Linked DNA regions of Gossypium hirsutum: region 1 is linked to region 2. A link is a contact called in public Hi-C data. All regions are on one chromosome and are shown on one strand. The core of a region is the stretch at or near the end of the contact, and the rest is flanking DNA. Distances in the headings are between cores, read along the strand shown.

Region 1 (5,042 bases), core at 1,731-4,230, 320 kb after region 2:
ACATGCTAATTCAAAGGGTTAATAACAAATTTGACCTCTAAATTATAGCTAAAAATTTTAATATTATTTAAAATTAAATATAAATATTAAATATTAAAAAATATTAAAAATTCTAAATATATTATAAAAATTATAATCAAGTATGTTCTATTTATTTATTTAGCAATAAACTTGTAAGTTTCATTTTTTAGTGAAGTCCAAGTAATACAAACTAGTAGGATACAGATAGGCCTAATAGGATAGAAAATAAATTAATTTTGTTTGGTTAACTGAAGATGGAAAATTAAGAAGGAGAAATGTTTAATTAAAAGAAAAACAGCTACACATCATCTTATGTTGCTTCTTCTACTTGAAAAGTCGAAAGAGCAGAAGGAGCTTGGGCTAAGCCTAGTCTTGCTAAAGGCCCAAAAATGAAACTATTGATAGCCTTATAATTAAGCATCTCATTTTTGGCACATTTCCATTCAAGAAAACGATCATTTTGCAAATCCATTTCAAATGGATTAATTTGTCAATAATCAGTAATATTATGGTAGGAAATTTCTAAGGCTCGAGCTTTCCATGAACCGGTAATTGGTCGAGAGTTTTTTTAATTAATAGTTTTATAAAAATATTTTTTTTATAAGTGTGACAAGTATAAATATATATGTTTGAATAATCACAAGTATCAAACTATTACAATATATACTGTTAGAGGAATGATAAAGTACAATCAAACCATTATAACATGATTGGACTAAGAACTGGTACAGTCCAGACTAATGTCAACAAACTGAACTAGTTGAACTAAACTCACACATGGGTGTCGCACATGGTGTGACTTTGAAATCCACGCATAAAATTGCGAACGATGAGTCTCGAACCTAAATACTTAAGATTTAGGGCCTTCGCCTTTTCCAACTAAAACAAGGACTTATTAGCTTATAAAAATAATTTAAAATATAAATATTATAATTATTTATATAATTTGATTATATAACTACAATGGATTGCCCTAGTGGCATGTCTTAATAGGACTCTCAATAAAGAACTATGAAGGATGTTCTTTGTGGTGTACCATGATGAGGTGGCGCATTCTAATAGATTTTTCTTGGTGGCTAATTTTGTATGACTTTTAAATGAAATCAGAAGAATCAGTAAGGACAATATATATATAGACTATATGGTAAAGTACTATTCAAGACTAAGACTTGGTCGGTAATAATGAAATGAAGAGATATAGAGAAGTAATGAGTTAGTATTGAAAATATATTCTAATTAAGGGCACAAATTTCTATGTTTAAAAGCGACATCTGTGATCTGCGTACGTACTTCTTCTTGAATCGTGATGGTGATGGCTTAGTAATTAAAGGATGTAAATGGTGTTTACTCCTGTTAGGAAAGGCATGTTTGCTCCTATTGGGGTGGTTACTCGCCAAATCGTTGGCAATAAGATGTTCAATCAGCTTAGAGGAAAGGAAATAGCTTTGCACTCCCAAGTACATTATTTATTTTACATGTATTAAGAAAAGGCTTAAATTTAAGTTTGTAAAATTTAACCTTTTTCAGATCAATAACACTATTTTAAAAATTAAAATTTGTCATTTAGTAAATACTGTGGCATAAATTTATTGAATTTTTAGAATTTAAACTAAAATGACAAATTTTGTAAACATTGTGAGTTAAATTTGTTGTTTTTTATATATATTTAAGATCAAATTGATAGAATGTGTAAATATTAGAGGGTTAAATTTATTATTAGACCAATAAAAAAAACCCAGTCAACACTTCTGTCAAATTTCAAATGGCTTTTATTGCTTGGTGACCAAAAAATTTAATTTTGAATAGTTTAATGACTAAATCGAAAAGAATTTAAAATTTAGTGACCAAAATAGAACGTGAGAAATATTTTAGTGACCATTTTTGTATTTTATCCTTATTTTTTTTAACATCATGGGCCAATTTGGGTAACAAAGGATAGTTTGAGGGTGCATTTGTTTTATGGAAAATGAATGTTGGTTTCATGAAAAACAACTCGGTCAACTGAAAATAAGTCCATTTTCTTGTAAATTAACTTACCATTTTGAAAAGCGTAAGTTATTTTTCGAAAATGAACTCTTTTATGAATAATTTTATCTTTATATAAAAATTAACTTGAATCAAATCTAATATTATTATATTAATAATCAATTTTTATTTTTATTTTAAAATATTTAAAAATATTAAAATAATAAAATATTAGTATCAAATATTGTAATGTGTAATATTCTTAAACATGCATATTTAATTATTTATATTTAATAATATAATTTATTATTTTAATAAATTATTTAATATTACAATTTTATTTTAATAAAAAATTAACAATAATAATTTTAAATTTTAAATAATATTATAAATATATTATTGAAAAATATTTATATTAATATTTTAATAATAAAGATATATTACAATTTATAAATATTTAATAATAAATGTTTTCTGATATAAGATATGAAAAAAATTTGAGCGAAAAATATGAATATTTTAAAAATATATATTACAATTTTATATTTATCTCTTACAACTCAAATGTGTCACTATCCACTTTCATATGCGTAATATATGTAATTTAAATTAGGTTTTAATTAAACATTGTTTATTATTAAGTTTATATATGATATTAATTATTACTATAATATTTTGTAAAAAATAAATTATGTTGTGTTTGTTTTATTAAGAACAACTTGTGAAAAATGATTTCAGGAAAATTTTTCAAATAACGAATTTTTTTTTACACAGGATCATCAAACTTTAGAAAATATCAAAGTTAGATGAAAAAAGATTGGATACTAAAGTGAAAAAATTATATAGTTTAGGGGCCAAAGTGAGTATGCCTTTTTTCCAACATAAAACATTCATTAAAGAATGGGAATAAGTGCAATAGTGGCCCAGAAAGCCCATACATACAATAATAAAAATCAGGCCCCAAAAAACCGAAGGTCCCAGCGTCAAACATTACCAGTAAAACCCAGCTCCTAAAAGGCTCCTCAACCTCTGTAATCGGAGGCGGAGGTTTAGGGAACGCCAAGGGATGTCGAGGAAGAAAGAAGCACGGTGGTCCCACCCGTCGTCGTCATGAATGCCTCTGCTAAAGAGTATGCCCTGGCCCAGGTCAAGAAAAGACACCATCGACCACTGGGAAGCCAAAGGACAGGGGAGACATCATATTCTAATAATAGAAGAAATGATTGAACCGATCATATCACTATTCTTAATTCAATTGGTTTGATTAATTTAACAGTTAAACTAACAAAAATTAAATAAATAATCATAATGTTTTCTATTTTAAAAAGTTAAACTAGTTAACATATTCGACTATTAATTCTTGTCATAATTTTCTATTTTTATTGGTTGAGTAGTTTTTGATTCAATCAATTAAACTTTTTTTGTTCGACCGGAATAATATACTGACTAATTTTTTATCAAATCGATCCGATCAATCAATCTAGTTATATTCTAAGAACACTGGTCATATCATTAAATTTTGACGGAATTCAAGTTTAGAAATAAAAATAAATCCAATTATAAATTCAAGTAATAAAATGAAAAAAAATGTATAAGTATGAAAATAAATTTAATTACCAAATTGAGTAAAAAAATATTATGTTTAAACAAATTAGTTTTGGTCAATTTATGTATGATGTTTGAGTAGTTAATGTTATTGAAACAGTTGTGATAGATATAGTGAATTCCCACGTTGTTGGAGACTTGCTTTATTTTTTTCTTCTTTTGGTATGATTCGAGTAGTTGAGATATAAATGTAAGTAATAACTTTTTATAAAAGTTTTGTTCTGGAAGCCAAAAACTTGAAATATATGATTGAAATTATCTCAAATTATAATTTTAACTAACAAGTTGCATAGAAGAAAGAAAGAACAACACTTACGAAATCCTAAAGAAATCAATTATCTTATATTATAGGACATTTACAGTATGGGCAAAAATAATTTCTTTACTTAAAAAAGATTTTTATTGAAATTATAAAAGATGAGGATTTGAGAAACTTTAAATTTTATTTTATTTTTTTTAGATTTTATATAAAATATAAATATAATTATTAATTATTAATTATTTTTTAATTAATTTTTTATCAATTGGCCCATAACATCAATTCCGTTAAAGATTTAATATTAATATAAACTTAAGAGTACAATCTCATAATTAGGGTTTGCATTCAATATACTATACTATACAAGTTCATACACAGTAAGTATCATCAATTAATAATTAAACAGATATTAGAACCATAACACTGAATAAAATAACTATTTAATAACTGATATTTTGTAACTGTATAAATTTATTCATTGTCATGAATATAAATTGAAGTTACATGTAAAGTGTTGTTTAATAAATTGAAGTATTTAACTTAAATTATTATTATTTTTTATATATTAGTTAAAATTATTTTTGGAATATAATTAAATTACTTGATAAATATAGATTTTAAATTATAAAAAAATTATATTTTATTATTAATTTTTAAACATTTCACCTTATTCTAAACAAAAATTAAAATTTAAACGTATTTACTTATTATTTTTCACACTTTTTTATAGAAAATTTCTATCAAATTGTTTTTATTTTGGATTACCAAACATGTATAAAAAATTAAATCATTGAAAATATTAATTTTCAATTGATTTAATTTTTTCAATGGTCTATCAAACAAGGCCTAAGATAAAAGAAAAGAGTCAAAATCCAATTTAATGCCATGAAATAGCAAAAAGTAAAATAAAATTTAAGCCATAATGACAAATTTAGTCCCTAAAGATTACTCATTCTATCATTTTAGTCTTAACTCATTTTTTACTCACTTTGACTCTCAACGTTTAAAATTTAGTCAAATTGTTATTTTGGACAAAAAAGCTTATTCTTCAACAATTAATGTTGTAATCTACGTGACAATTTACATGTACTTCATTAGTAATGCATACAACCACACCAATGGTATTAAAATATTAATGCTCCAACCATTTTTTGATAATTTTTTTGACAAAAATATGACGGTTGAGTGCTAA
Region 2 (4,365 bases), core at 242-2,741:
CTGATATTTCTATATTTTCTTTTTCATTTGTTGAAGTATTTTCTTCATCAGATTTATAACTTGTAACATTTATGTCTTCTAAGTCTATAGAATTATTAGAATTATTAGAACTACTACTACTATTTGTAGTATGATAGTTTAACATATAATGATAATTGAATAATACAAATAGGTATTTATGTTTTTTTATAAAGTTGTTCTATTAGTTTTAGATATTCTATTCTTTCATTTTTATCAGATGTCTTAAAAAAATTTATTCTTCCAATGTTATATAAGTTGTTTATAGGATTAGAAATCATATTGTTGTTGATAAGTATAATTTCTTTTCTGCTTTTCAGATTTTTTTATGATTTTTATTTTTGGAAGATGATTTTTCAAAGGAAGTGTCTTCTTCTTCTGACAAAACTAATATTATGTTACTAGGGAAAGATTGTATGAAACACTGATGCCACGTCATCTGTATCACTTTTCCAATAGTTTTATCCTACATTATCATTTTCATCCTAAATTTTAATATTTTGATCCTGAAAAAAAAGTCAAATCTAAATTAAAATCTTAAAATTCAGGATGAAATTACTAATATGGCATAAAACTATTGGAGATGACCTCATATTATCTCAGCCACCATTTCAACCTTTTAGGTTAAAAGAATCCTAGTAGACATGGAGAGTTTGGTAGACATTTTAACAGCCAAGGCCTTTCACAAGATGGGTCTCAGGGACAGAACATTAATGAAAGCTAGCCCAGTATATGGTTTTGCCAAACAGCCAATCACGGTCAAGAAATCTATCACCCTCTCAATGGTATTGGGCGATGAACATACGGTCATAAAGATGATTGACCTTTTAGTGGTAAACCATCTGACTGCATATAATGCAATCTTCTGGTAGGCCAATAACATGAATGGCCAAGATGGTTGTGGCCATTTTCTATATGATGGTAAAATTCCCAAAACCCTCAAGGGAAGGGTACTTGAAATGTAACTAGCTAAAGGCTTGAGCCATATCATTTTCCTGAGGCTTACAAAAGAAATGATAGCTCTTTCTCCTCTTCTTCTTGCATCCTAGAACCAAGTTCGACAAAACTCATCGGTTGGGGTGAACTTGATTGACAAAAGGGCATATATACTTGGAAGGTTTGGAAGTTAGGTCTAAAGCCAAACTTCCAAAGTTGAGGCTGCAAAAGTCACAAAATCTATCTTTATACTTGATTGGGGATCAATTATTAATAAAATGAGTTTATATTTAATGTTAAAGAGAGAATAACTTAACAAATATGAAATATTAGAATAAGTAGATAAATTTATTTAGAAAGTTTATTTATTTTATTAATTTTATTAGTACTCGCATTCTTTTATTTAGAGAATATGAATTACTACATATATTTATACATTTTCCAATTCCCAACTGAATTTGATTTGATGGCCTATAACAAATAAAAAGCCCAATAGAAGCCGAGAAAATCATGTAGAAGCCCAACCCATACGATGAAGCACTGTCCCAACTGGCAGCTCACCTACTGCAATTTGGTCTCTCTTTTACTTCTGTAGCTGAACAGTCGAAGCAAAATCTTCGTACCTCTTTTGGAACTAGGAAACCAACTGAAGCACCTTCCTACTGGTTTTCTTCGAATTCAAGGTATCAGTCGCATTCACGTTTTCCTGTTAATGGGTTTTCTTTATTTTATTTTCTTTTATTTTCTATGCCATCGACTTTTTTCTTTCTTTCTTTGAGGTGCTCTTTAAAATCTGCCGCAATGTGTTGTTCCAGCCGTTTCTTGGGTTTCTCTATGGATTCAATTGAGATTATAGAATTATAGTAAATTTTTTTTTTGTGTGGATTGCGTATGGTAAAGAATCTAAAGTTTACTCTCCTTATGTTTGATGAATTGCCTATGAGAGAACTATTCATATCGGTATAGAAAAAGGGTACATTTGTTGTTAAGCTGTTGAAATTAGCTGCTTTCATTAGTACATGGTTTGAAATTCTTTTCCTTCACAAACAGTAGGAACTGATGATATATTTATTTAGCTTTGACATTTTAGAGGTGATTGAATAGGCTCTTTATAAGTTTCCAGTAGTAGAACTGAATATAGAATTTCAGCAGTTGACTAATATAAGTGTTTTCTCCATCATCAGGAAAAGGCCACTGAACAAGATGCTGTTGAAATTTTGATGTATGAGAGTTTATGTTTTGCATACGGCTTGCTTGAGGTGTTGATCTTTGTGACTTCTGTCACCATATGGAATAACATCATTAGCTAAATAATTCTTTCGTTCCCTATAGCAGTTTTTACTCGGAGGAATATGTTTTGCTGAAAGGAGAAAACAAGGTACTTCAAATTTCACTGCTTGAATAGCATTTGATTTATATATTCTTTTTTCATTAATTTCAAATTCATTAGAAATGTTTATTGATTGCACAAGTCAGAGAGGTGAACCAACATTTTTGTTAAAATGATTACCTTCATTGTTTAACTATTGACTTCACCTCCATAATGACATGTGGTTTATGTACGAAGTTTAGCTCAAATGAGAAGAGAGTGATAAATTTGTGAATATCAATTTAATGTGTTGCTTAATGATGATATTAGTGGGCATTTCATATCACTTAGCATTTAGTAATGATTGAGTGTTGCTGAAAATGTGATTTCACTGATTTGCTACTATGCTAACGTCTATTTATTATTATCCTAATATATGCAGCTTTTACCATGATAATTTGCATTCTCCTTATGATGGTGTGATGAGAAAGTTCCTTCATTCTGTTTCTTCTTCATGGAGAGGAATTGCTGTCTTCTTGAACAAAGATTCTCAAAATTTCTCGTGATGGGTTTTTCCTGCAAAGATGATCAAGTTTGCTGTCTCTTCCTTGAGCCATTGTTTCCAGCTCTTATCTCATTGTTATCCCCAAAGTTTTGCCCCCAAATCTGGTCCACCTTTCTTCAAAAGATATTTGGGCCCTATACTCCACTTGTCGGACTCTGCCAATACCAGGCCTTTTCCCGATTATTCCCCAAAGAAACCTACCGTCAAGGACTCAGAACTTGTGCATCAAATCTCAAATGCAATAAAATTACGCCGTTCTGAGCCCGTCTGTCGTGTTCTGAAGCCTTATGAGTCAAAATTTAGATCTGATCATTTGATTTGGGTTCTGATGAACATTAAGGGTGAATATAGACTTGTTTTGGATTTCTTTGAGTGGGCATGCTTGCGTAGAGACCCAATACTCGAAGCCCGTTGCATTGTTATCCAAATTGCCGTAGCTTCTAAAGATTTAAAAATGGCTCATCAACTTATTCATGACTTTTGGTCAAAACCTGATTTGGATATTGGTCTATCACTCAATTACATCCTTGAACGATTAATTTACACTTACAAGGACTGGGGTTCAGATCCCAAAGTGTTTGATGTTTTTTTTCAAGTTCTCGTTGAAGTTGGGTTGCTTGATGAAGGGAAGAAGCTCTTTGACAAAATGTTGAATTATGGATTGATTATCTCTGTTGATTCTTTAAACATATATCTTAGTAAATTAAGAGACCACTTTGATGGGTTTTTGAGAGCTATAAAGGTTTTCTTTGAACTTCCTGATGTTGGCATTTGTTGGAATACAGCGTCATACAACATTATCATTCACTCCCTCTGTCAATTAGGGAAAATAAAAGAAGCCCACCGTTTACTCTTGCAGATGGAGTTGAGGGGCTGTCTTCCGGATGTTGTAACATACAGCACCATAATTGATGGATATTGTCATGTGGGGAGGCTGCAAATGGTGTTAAGGCTAATTGACGAAATGCAAAGTAAAGCATTAAAGCCCAACCCTTATACCTATAGCAGCATAATATATCTATTGTGTGAGACTGGTAAGGTAGTTGAAGCAGAGAAAGCTTTGAGAGATATGTTGAACCAGGGAATACTCCCTGATATTGTGGTATACACAACTCTCATAGATGGTTTTTGTAAGCTAGGGAATATTGCTCTTGCGTACAAGTTGTTAAATGAGATGCAGGGTCGAAAAATTATCCCTGATTTATTAACTTATACATCTATAATCTGTGGGTTATGTCGAACTGGAAAGATGACAGAAGCTTGTAATATCTTTCAAGAAATGCTTGGAAGAGGGTTGGAACCCGATGAATTTACATACACAGCACTTATTGATGGTTATTGTAAGGCAGGTGAAATGAAAGAGGCGTTCTCCCTCCATAATCAGATGGTGCAAATGGGGCTTATACCAAATGTTGTGACTTATACTGCACTTGCTGATGGCCTTTGTAAATGCGGGGAGGTAGATACAGCCAATGAGCTTCTTCATGAAATGTGTGGAAGGGGCCTTCAACCAAATATCTTTACTTACAACTCTCTT

What was found. Hi-C and Micro-C count contacts between places; a contact is called where the count stands out from the background.
Region 1: a Hi-C map of leaf shows a contact between it and region 2, with 1.7 times the contacts expected there. The contact joins the enhancer-like site here to the promoter of LOC107886933 in region 2. A contact is called at or near these places in 2 of 34 Hi-C or Micro-C datasets (callus and leaf).

The regions. Positions count from the first base shown.
Region 1 is chrA03:102,072,956-102,077,997 of Gossypium_hirsutum_v2.1, forward strand. No RefSeq gene overlaps it. Among protein-coding and RNA genes, the nearest start is that of LOC107929704, 56 kb to the right of the region's middle. Within about 2 kb of position 2,981, at least 6 of the 9 cell types and tissues checked have an H3K27ac peak or open chromatin away from gene starts, as enhancers often do. A contact at or near this core is called in leaf, where this site is marked.
Region 2 is chrA03:101,750,692-101,755,056 of Gossypium_hirsutum_v2.1, forward strand. It overlaps LOC107886933 (pentatricopeptide repeat-containing protein At1g05670, mitochondrial), which reads left to right and starts at 1,492. Exons shown (of 4, transcript XM_041100098.1): 1 at 1,492-1,637; 2 at 2,139-2,176; 3 at 2,290-2,332; 4 at 2,706-4,365. The coding sequence starts at 2,848.